Regions from separate parts of the Oryctolagus cuniculus genome. Here region 1 is linked to region 2. Evidence: chromatin contacts called from public Hi-C data. All regions are on one chromosome and are shown on one strand. The core of a region is the stretch at or near the end of the contact, and the rest is flanking DNA. Distances in the headings are between cores, read along the strand shown.

Region 1 (4,514 bases), core at 1,328-3,827, 450 kb before region 2:
GGATCAGAAGTAGAGCAGCCAGGATTTGAACCAGTGCCCATATGGGATGCCGGCACTGTAGCCTTACCTACTACGCCACAGTGCCAGCCCCTTGCATTTAAAACTCAGGGTATTTTCAACTTATGATGGGTTTATGGAGTGTACACCTGTAATCTTCCAGTGCTTCCATTTTCTCATTTGTAAAATGGAAATAAAAATAGTGCCTACCTCATAAGGATTAGAGTGATGAGTAAATGTATATGTAAATTGCCTTCTGTCGTGTGTGCTGGATAGTAAGTTCTTGTTTGTATTTTAGCTTTAAGAAAAGCTCTGTAAGCACTGACTGAGCACCTGCTGTGTGCTGGGTGGGTGGCGACGGGGGCAGCACCCTCATTGCCGTGCTTTGCGCTTCCCTTTGGGAGGACTGCAGCTAGAGTGACCCTCCTGGCCTCTCTTCCTACTCCTCTCCGTGGGAGTGCAAATGATTTATCTGAGAGTGGACTTGAGAGAAGGATCTGAGCTGAGATGCTCAACCCCTTCCTCTCCCTTTCTCTCTGGAGTGTGCCTGGAGGACACCTGCATTCAGGTTATCTTACATCCTGGGGTTACGTCACTCACCCTTCTTCCCACCGAATCCTGATACCAGGATTAGAGAGGTGAATGACACAGAGGTTTATGTTCCGGAGCTGCTCACCATTTGTTTCTGCCTGGCTCCTTGCCGGGGGGGGGGGGGGGGGGGGGGGAGGACCCCCTGACCCAGTGCAGTACAGGGCAAATAGCATGCGTGGGTTCGTTTGGGTCCTGGTTCTGTCCCTTATTACCTGGGCGAGATCTAGGCAAATTGTGCTGAGTCCACATTTGTCCTCTGTAACTCGGGATTGCTGCAAGAGTTGGAGTCATTTTGCGTGTTCACAAGTAGGTACTGAAATTAAAGCCCTATGCTCAATCAAGTTTCTTTCACAGCCTCTTATTTTTATCAATAAATGGCAAAAACTCCATTCTTCTATTGCTTAGGTCAGAAACTGTGTTCTCATTCTTTTCTCCCACCATACAGCCAACCCATCAGCAATCCAGTTGGCCGTGTCAAATGAACCCAGATCCTGATTGCTCCTCACCTCCCCTGCTGCCTCTCATCTGAGCTGCCATCGCCTCTCACCTTGGTCATCGCAGTAGCTTCCTCGACGTTCCTCTTCCTCCCTGTCCTGTAGTCTCAACCCAGCAGCCAGATGGAGCTCATTAAAAAGGAAGTCACAGTCATGCCACATTCCTTCCAAGGCTTTCTGTCTCACTCAGAGTGGAAGCTCCTCCTTGCAATGGCCGCAGAGGCACTGTCTGACCCTTTCAGATCCAGTGTCCTGCTCTTTCCCCTTCATCTCCCTGCTCCAGGTGTGCGCCTGTCTTGAGCTTTGCTCTGGCTGCACCCCCATCCCCACCTGCCACCGGGGAATCTGCCCCCAGACAGCCACACGTTTGCTCATGCTGCTTTCCAAGACTTTGTTCAAATGTCATCGTCTCGTGGAGGCCTTCTCTGAGCATCCTGTTCTCAACTGCAACCCCTCTCCCTCTTCATGACCTCTTTCATCTTTTTTTTAAAGATTTATTTATTTATTTGAAAGTTGAAGTTACACAGAGATAGAAGGAGAGGCAGAGAGACAGAGAGAGAGACAGAGAGAGAGGAGGTCTTTCATCCGCTGGTTCACTACCCCAGTTGGCTGCAACGGCCAGAGCTGTGCCAATCCGAAGCCAGGAGCCAGGAGCTTCTTCCTGGTCTCCCACATGGGTGCAGGGGCCCAAGGACTTGGGCCATCTTCTACTGCTTTCCCAGGCCACAGCAGAGAGCTGGATTGGAAGTGGAGCAGCTGGGACTCGAACTGGCACCCATATGGGGTGCCGGCACTGCAGGCAGTGGCTTTACCTGCTATGCCACAGCACTGGCCCCGTGTCTTTTAATCTTACTTCATTTTTCCACATTAGACAATTGGTACTCTTTAAGGTGGTGGGAGTGAGAGAGCTGCATGGATCAGATACCCAGCAGGGCAAGAGGGGGCTTCTCAAGCCGTTTGCCCTGGCATGGGCTGTCTTGGCCCCCGGGACTAGATACCCAGGTACTGAATATTTTCTTGCTTCGTTTCCCCATCCTCCTTCTCAGGAGCTGGGCTGCTCAGAGCCAGGCCTGTTGTCTCATTCACACCTGGATCCCCAGTTCTTATAAAGGTGGCCAACATGCAGTAGGAGCTCAATAAATGTTGAAGCAAGAATAAGGTAAGTGACAAATTTTGTTATATGGAGTTAAAGGTCGACACTAAAAATAAAGCACCATCAGGCTTTTATTAAATTCTCCTCTCTTCGAATGACTTAGGACTCCCCCCATCTAGAGGAGGGAACATTTGTTGCGTCCATTACCACCTTCATGCCTTCCCCTTTGATCACCTTCCGCCCAGCCTTACAGAGTCTGGGTTTGTTGCCATCCGATACTGACTTCATTTCTTCTGCATTAATCACACTCAGCCTTGCCAACTCTGCATTCCATTGTCTAATGTTTCCTGTCACTGGGCTCCCAGTGAGGGACTGCCTGCAGCCTGGGGAGAGAAGATGGAACCGTGGCCAACGGCTGCCTGGGCCCATGTATCCGATTGCCTCTCCTCCCTACACACATGTGGGGGCCCTTCAGGTAGCCTCACCTCATTGCTGCAAAGGTGTCCAAAACTGAACACATCGGTATCCTACCTTCACCTTCCCATAAACCTGCTCCTTCCATCCCAGCTGGTGGTCACTGCAGTTTACAAACCTGACCCTAGAACTCCTCCTCAACACTCACACTCCTTCACCCCACCCCTGTCTCACCAACCACCAAGGCCTGTTGATTCACTCTCCTAAAATTTGTTTTTAATTCTCCTTTTGCTGCCTTATTTCAGTTTCTTACTGTTTCACTTGAGCATTGCTGTAATCGCTCCCTAACTGGTTTTCACTCCAATTCATCCCGCAGCCAGGGTGACTTTTCTCACAAGTGCACGGGTATCTGTGAGTTCCTCTAAGGGCCCTTCCATGCTGCTCCTTGACAAGAGCATGAAGGAAGTGGTCCGGCCCCTGCCTGCTCCTCCAGCCTCCCTTCGCCTCCCCTCCTGCTCCTGTACAACCACACTCTGCTTGTCCAGGATGTACCAAGGACCTCATGCTTTCCCGCTTTGCGTATCTGCTCCCTCCACCTGCGGTGGTTTCCTCCCTTGCTTTCCCCAGGTGAACTGTCTGCAGCATAGTTTTTTTTTTTTCCAATAGAAAACTTTTCTTTAATAAATATAAATTTCAAAAGTACAACTTTTGGATTATAGCGGTTCTTCCTCCCATAACCACCCTCCCACCCCCAAACCATTCCATCTCCTACTCCCTCTCCCATCCCATTCTTCATTAAGATTCATTTTTAATGATCTTTGTATACAGAAGATCAACTCTATACTAAGTAAAGATTATAACAGTTTGCACCCACACAGACACACAAAGTATAAAGTACCATTTGAAGACTAGTTGTACCGTTAATTCTCACAGTACAACACATTAAGGACAGAGGTCCTACATGGGGAGCGAGTGCACAGTGACTCCCGTTGTTGATTTAACAATTGACACTCTTATTTATGATGTCAGTAATCACCCGAGGTTCTTGTCATGAGCTGCCAAGGCTATGGAAGCCTCTTGAGTTCACCAACTCCAATCTTATTTAGACAAGGCCATAATCAAAGTGGAAGTTCTCTCCTCCCTTCAGAGAAAGGCACCTCCTTCTTTGATGGCCACTTCTTTCCACTGGGATCTCACTCACAGAGATCTTTCATTTAGGTCATTTTTTGCCACAGTATCTTGGTTTTCCATGCCTGAGATACTCTCATAGGCTTTTTAGCCAGATCCGAATGCATTAAGAGCTGATTCTGAGGCTAGAGTCTGCAGCATAGCTTCTAAAAATATCTATATATTTATCAGAAAAGCAGAGAGAGAGAGAGAGATAGCTTCCATCCACTGGTTTACTCCCCCAGTGCCCTCAACAGCCAGGACTTGGCCAGGCTGAAGTCAGCAGCCAAAACTCCATCTGGGTCACCTACGTGGGTGGCAGAAACTGGAGTACTTGCACCATCATCCGTTGCCTCCTAGGAACACTGACCAGAAGCTGGGTTGGAAATGTGGAGCAGCTGGCACTCACACTAGGCACTCCAATATGGAAGGCATGCACCCCAAGCAGCAGCTGAATTCACTGTGCCAAAATGTAAGCCTCCACAGACAGTTTAGTCTCAGCTTACCATCTTTTCATATCTGCAAAAGGCAGTTGAATGTAGACATCAAATCGTGCTTTTCCACTTACCAACTATGCAAATTTGGGTCACTTTTCTTTTTTTTTTTTTTTTAAAGATTTATTTATTTATTCGAAAGTCAGAGTTACACAGAGAGGAGAGGTGGAGAGAGAGTTTCCATCCAATGGTTCACTCCCCAGTTGGCTGCAATGGCCAGAGCTGTGCTGATCTGAAGCCAGGAGCCAGGAGCTTCCTCTGGGT
Region 2 (4,251 bases), core at 1,700-4,199:
CAACAAAGCCAGGGCTGGAGCTGGGTGCATGCCAGAAGGCCGGGCCAGGGTCAGAGCGAGGCGGGAGGCTGCCAGCGCCCAGCCAGTCCGAGTTGCCCACGCTGAAAGAAATGGGTGAGAAATGGGCAGGATAGGAAAATCCAATAAACAAGCTAACCAACATGCAGGCAGGGTGGGGAGACTGCAGGGAAGAGATAAACAAAGATGAGAAACACCCAGTAGGGGGTTGGAATGTCAGACCCCAGAAAGTTTCAACTTCATGTGGGCCCAAGAAAAACTGATAGGAACAAAGGCAGATAGCTCAGCAGAAGGGCAAAACGGGCTCCAGGAAGGGAGAGGAAGTGAGGCCAGCCAGGTCAGCGGTGGGTGAGGCAGGCACCAGGGAAGTCGGGTTCTCTGTGGAGGGCTGCTTCCAGGGCAGAGGCACCTGCAGGGTGTGGAGGGCAAGCTTCAGGGGAAGGCGGCAAATGCGGGACAGCCCGGCAGGCTGGCAGGACGGCTCCTGGGACCGGCAAAGCCAAGGGGGGTCTTAGCTAAATGTTGGGCAATCTCAAGGTGCAAACCTCCACCGAGAAGCAGGAGGCAGGCGGCAGGGAAACACTCTGAAAGCCAGGTGCTGAGCCGCGTCGGGTTGAGACACGAGCTGTGCCCAAGCCGGCAGAGTGAAGTCAGGCAGGAAGGACAAAAATGACATAAAAAAGCAGGTAGTGACAAGGACTTTATAGGCCTTCGATGGAGACCTCAGATCAAAACAAGCACGGAACCACAGTGCAGGTGCAGGAAAAATGGAGCCGCACACGCTGGGCTGGTATTGAGAGTCCTTCTTCCCAGGACTGCTAAATGCATGTCCACTGCAACCCGCCGTCTCACTTCATCCTCCAGCCTCCCCCGGGGCGATGCGCAAGGCGGCAATGCTGATGTTTGTTGCATGCTCCTGAGGTGCCGGGCACTTTGCTACTCACGTGTTTGACTTAAGGCTCACAAGCGCACGAGGAGAAGATGGACATTGTGATATTCCAGCTCTTAGTGATGAGGAAATGGATAGAGTTAAGAAGCTGCGCCAGATCGCACCAGCAGAATTGGGCCTGGGAGCCTAGATGATCTGCCCCGACACGTGAAGGTTTTTTTTTTTGGACAGGCAGAGTTAGTGAGAGAGAGGTCTTAACCACTTTACATATGGGGAAACTGAGGCGTGCAGTGAGGACGCCATTTGCCCAAGTCAGGATAGCGGTCAGGCCCAGATTTCTGAGTTCCTGGCTCCGCTCCCAGGATGCTTTGAGAAGGCCATGTTGTCCCTTTCCCGGTCAGCTCACTGTTCCCAAGCCCAGGCCCTGGCCTTCCAATGAGGCAATCTGGTGTCTAATTAAATTAAGATGAAAAAGAACAAAGTCACTGTTTGTAACAAGCCTAAAAATCAGAGGAAGAGACGAAGCCTTTAAGGAACCCACCAAGGAAAGCACCAAGAACTGGAAGTGATCAGAACATGAAAGATTAGAATTCAGAATGTCCTTGCTGGCCTGAGCCATCACCAAGCAGCAGCCCATTCAGAGAGGAGACGGGCTGCACGGGCGCCGTTCAGGGACCTGTGCATCAGCCCCATGCCTCGTCCATGCAGCGGCTACCCACAGCATCTGAACCCAAACCCTGCCTCTGCCGCGTGCCAGTTGACTAGATAACCTTGGCACATGTCCTAGTCTCTGCACGTCTCTTGCTGTATCTCAACAATGGGATCACACCTCGGGATTTTGTGAGGATTAGGGAACCTGAAACATGTGAAGCACTTAAGAGTCGTGCCCCCAGCTGGTGTCAGGAGTGACGGCCACCCCGCGTCCTGAGGGAGGACCAAGGGCCACTCGCGGAGGCGGCGTAACGAACGGCTGACGGGTAACGTGATGGGGGGTTTCCAGAACAGGCTGAAGCCCCCGTCCTGAGGGAACTGCAAGTGTAGGAAAACAGCCCGCACGTTCTGAAACAGACTGGGACGGCTTGGTGACTGCTAGGGACAAGGGGTTTATTACCTAAAAGGCAAATCACCTGCCAGAAACTCGCCGTGATTAAGATTGTGGAGAAAAAGAATTTCCAAGGGAACTACTTGGGAGGTTCCTTGGGAGAAGATGGAAGGGATTATTTGACTGCCAGGAGGCAAAGCTAAGGGATTTTTTTTAATGGGAAACCTCATAATAAAGACATTTCTCCCTGAAGTTGGACAAGTTGGGAAATGAATGTTAAGCTGTAGCGTGTAGGATTCAAGCTGCATATGAGGAGCAACTTGGCTAACCACGTGGTCATTCTGTTACAGATATTGAAGGAACACAGCTTATTCTCAAACTGAACTTCTTGTTCCTTCTTATAAGTACTTTCATGCCTTGGATGGAGAACCTGAGGAAAGTGCTAGAAATCCCTTCCTAAGAATTCCAAAGTATTAAAATGAGTTTTGAGTAACTGGTACTCAAGAACCGGGATTATTACTGCTCATCTTGATTCACATATTAAGCTGAGAGGCTTACAAGCAAACTCAGAGCAGAGTGATCATGATCGGCCAAAAATTCCAGGAACTGCTGAGTCAGGACAGTATTTTTCAAGACATCTGGCCCAAGAAAATCCACTCTGAGAGCAAGGGGAACTGGCTGACAACTTCTGAGCCCTCAGTGATTACACTGGAAAGCTAGAGGGCCCACAGCAAGAAAAACATGGGGAGGGGGATGACTGGCCTGTAAGCTGCAGCCCCGCGCACGCACGCACACACACACACACACACACACACACACACACACAGGCCCCAGGGTGCTGCTAGGGCTCCAGAAGAGGCAAACAGAGCGAGCGAGCGCACACTTCAGGCCAGCCAAGCCCACGGTGTTAAATACAACCAAGGAGAGGAGATAGCGGAAGTGGCCAGCTAGCTAGAGGGCAGATGGGAAGCAGGTGTCATCCATGAGGGCCATTGGTAGGAAGTGGGGGGTAGGAACTTGCTCCTGGGTCTACCTATGCCTAAGGGGGCACCTGCAGGAGAGGGCTGGGCAGAGCTGACGACCCACCCAGAACCCCAGAGCAAGCCACTTTACCACTGAGCCTCATGCTGCTGTTCCTGTAGAATGGCTGTACCTATGCTGCTGTTCCTGTCGAGTCGGTGTCCCTATTCAAGACAGTGCTGAAACTGAATAATGTGAGACCTAGCACGGAGCCCGGCCAGGCATTAGATTTCATATTTGAGCAAGCGCTCTCAACTGCATCCTTCTAACATGCCGGGAAGATTCCTCTGTCTCATCAACACAAGGATTCTATCACGTTTCTGAGGCCGGGGGACACAGAAGCATTCTTATTATTTTCCCTCCAGCAGTCCTGTCCCCTCCTCTGCCATCTGTGGTGCCCCTTCTGTCCCACCCCCCCACCTAGTCCTGAGCCCCCTGGAACGGATCGCTGCCTGGCCACATCGAGCCCATTGCGCTTTCTCCCTCCTCCACAGACTCATACCATCTTCTCGCTGCTGGGAGTGGACCACGCATACGTCACCAGCATCGGCAGGCTCATTGGAATCGTTACGCTAAAGGAGGTGAGAAGACAGTGGCCTTGGAAGCCACTTCCAAAAAAATAAAAGGCAGGAGAGCTTATGCCCAGCTCACCTAGGGGGAGTGCCGGGGAAGAAGCTGGGAGTCCTATGTCCAGACACCTGCCCCTCTCACCTCTGCAGCTCCGGAAGGCCATTGAGGGCTCTGTCACAGCACAGGGTGTGAAGGTCCGGCCGCCCCTCGCCAGCTTCCGAGACAGTGCTACCAGCAGCAGTGACACAGAGACCACCGAGGTGCACGCGCTTTGGGGGCCCCGCTCCCGCCACGGCCTCCCCCGGGAGGGCAGTCCTTCCGACAGCGACGACAAGTGCCAATGAGCCCCTGCGTGGGCTGTGGCTGTCAGGCCAGATTATATAGCTCTCCCATGCCGCCTCCTGCCCTGGGAAAGCAGAAGACAGCCGCAGCCCCAGCCCCACCTCCAGACCCGGCCTGCCAACGTCTCCCAGAGCTCATCCTGCCTGGAAACTGACCCAGCACCTCCTGCAGCAGGTGTCCCAAGGGCAAGATCAGCACTGCCCTGGTAGCATGGGGGTGGGGTCACTTGACCCCCGCTACCCCGTTGAGGGGAAAGGGATAGAACTAAGATGGGTTTATACTGGAACCTCCAATGACCAGATGTATATAGAGATTTACAAAGATTTTTATATTAATTTAATAAAACAAATTCTTAAATAGAACAAAATAA

What was found. Hi-C and Micro-C count contacts between places; a contact is called where the count stands out from the background.
Region 1: a contact with region 2 is called in a Hi-C map of an unstated tissue, with 2.3 times the contacts expected there. The contact joins two enhancer-like sites. A contact is called at or near these places in 2 of 6 Hi-C or Micro-C datasets (ear pinna and an unstated tissue).

What each region holds. Positions count from the first base shown.
Region 1 is chr4:94,370,039-94,374,552 of mOryCun1.1, reverse strand. No RefSeq gene overlaps it. Among named protein-coding and RNA genes, the nearest start is that of VPS8, 26 kb to the left of the region's middle. Within about 2 kb of position 2,577, at least 1 of the 8 cell types and tissues checked has an H3K27ac peak or open chromatin away from gene starts, as enhancers often do.
Region 2 is chr4:93,919,144-93,923,394 of mOryCun1.1, reverse strand. FAM131A (family with sequence similarity 131 member A) reads right to left here. Exons shown (of 5, transcript XM_051818846.2): 5 at 4,191-4,251. It overlaps CLCN2 (chloride voltage-gated channel 2), which reads left to right. Exons shown (of 24, transcript NM_001082751.1): 23 at 3,464-3,550; 24 at 3,689-4,251. The coding sequence ends at 3,883. Among named protein-coding and RNA genes, the nearest start is that of FAM131A, 10 kb to the right of the region's middle. Within about 2 kb of position 2,949, at least 1 of the 8 cell types and tissues checked has an H3K27ac peak or open chromatin away from gene starts, as enhancers often do.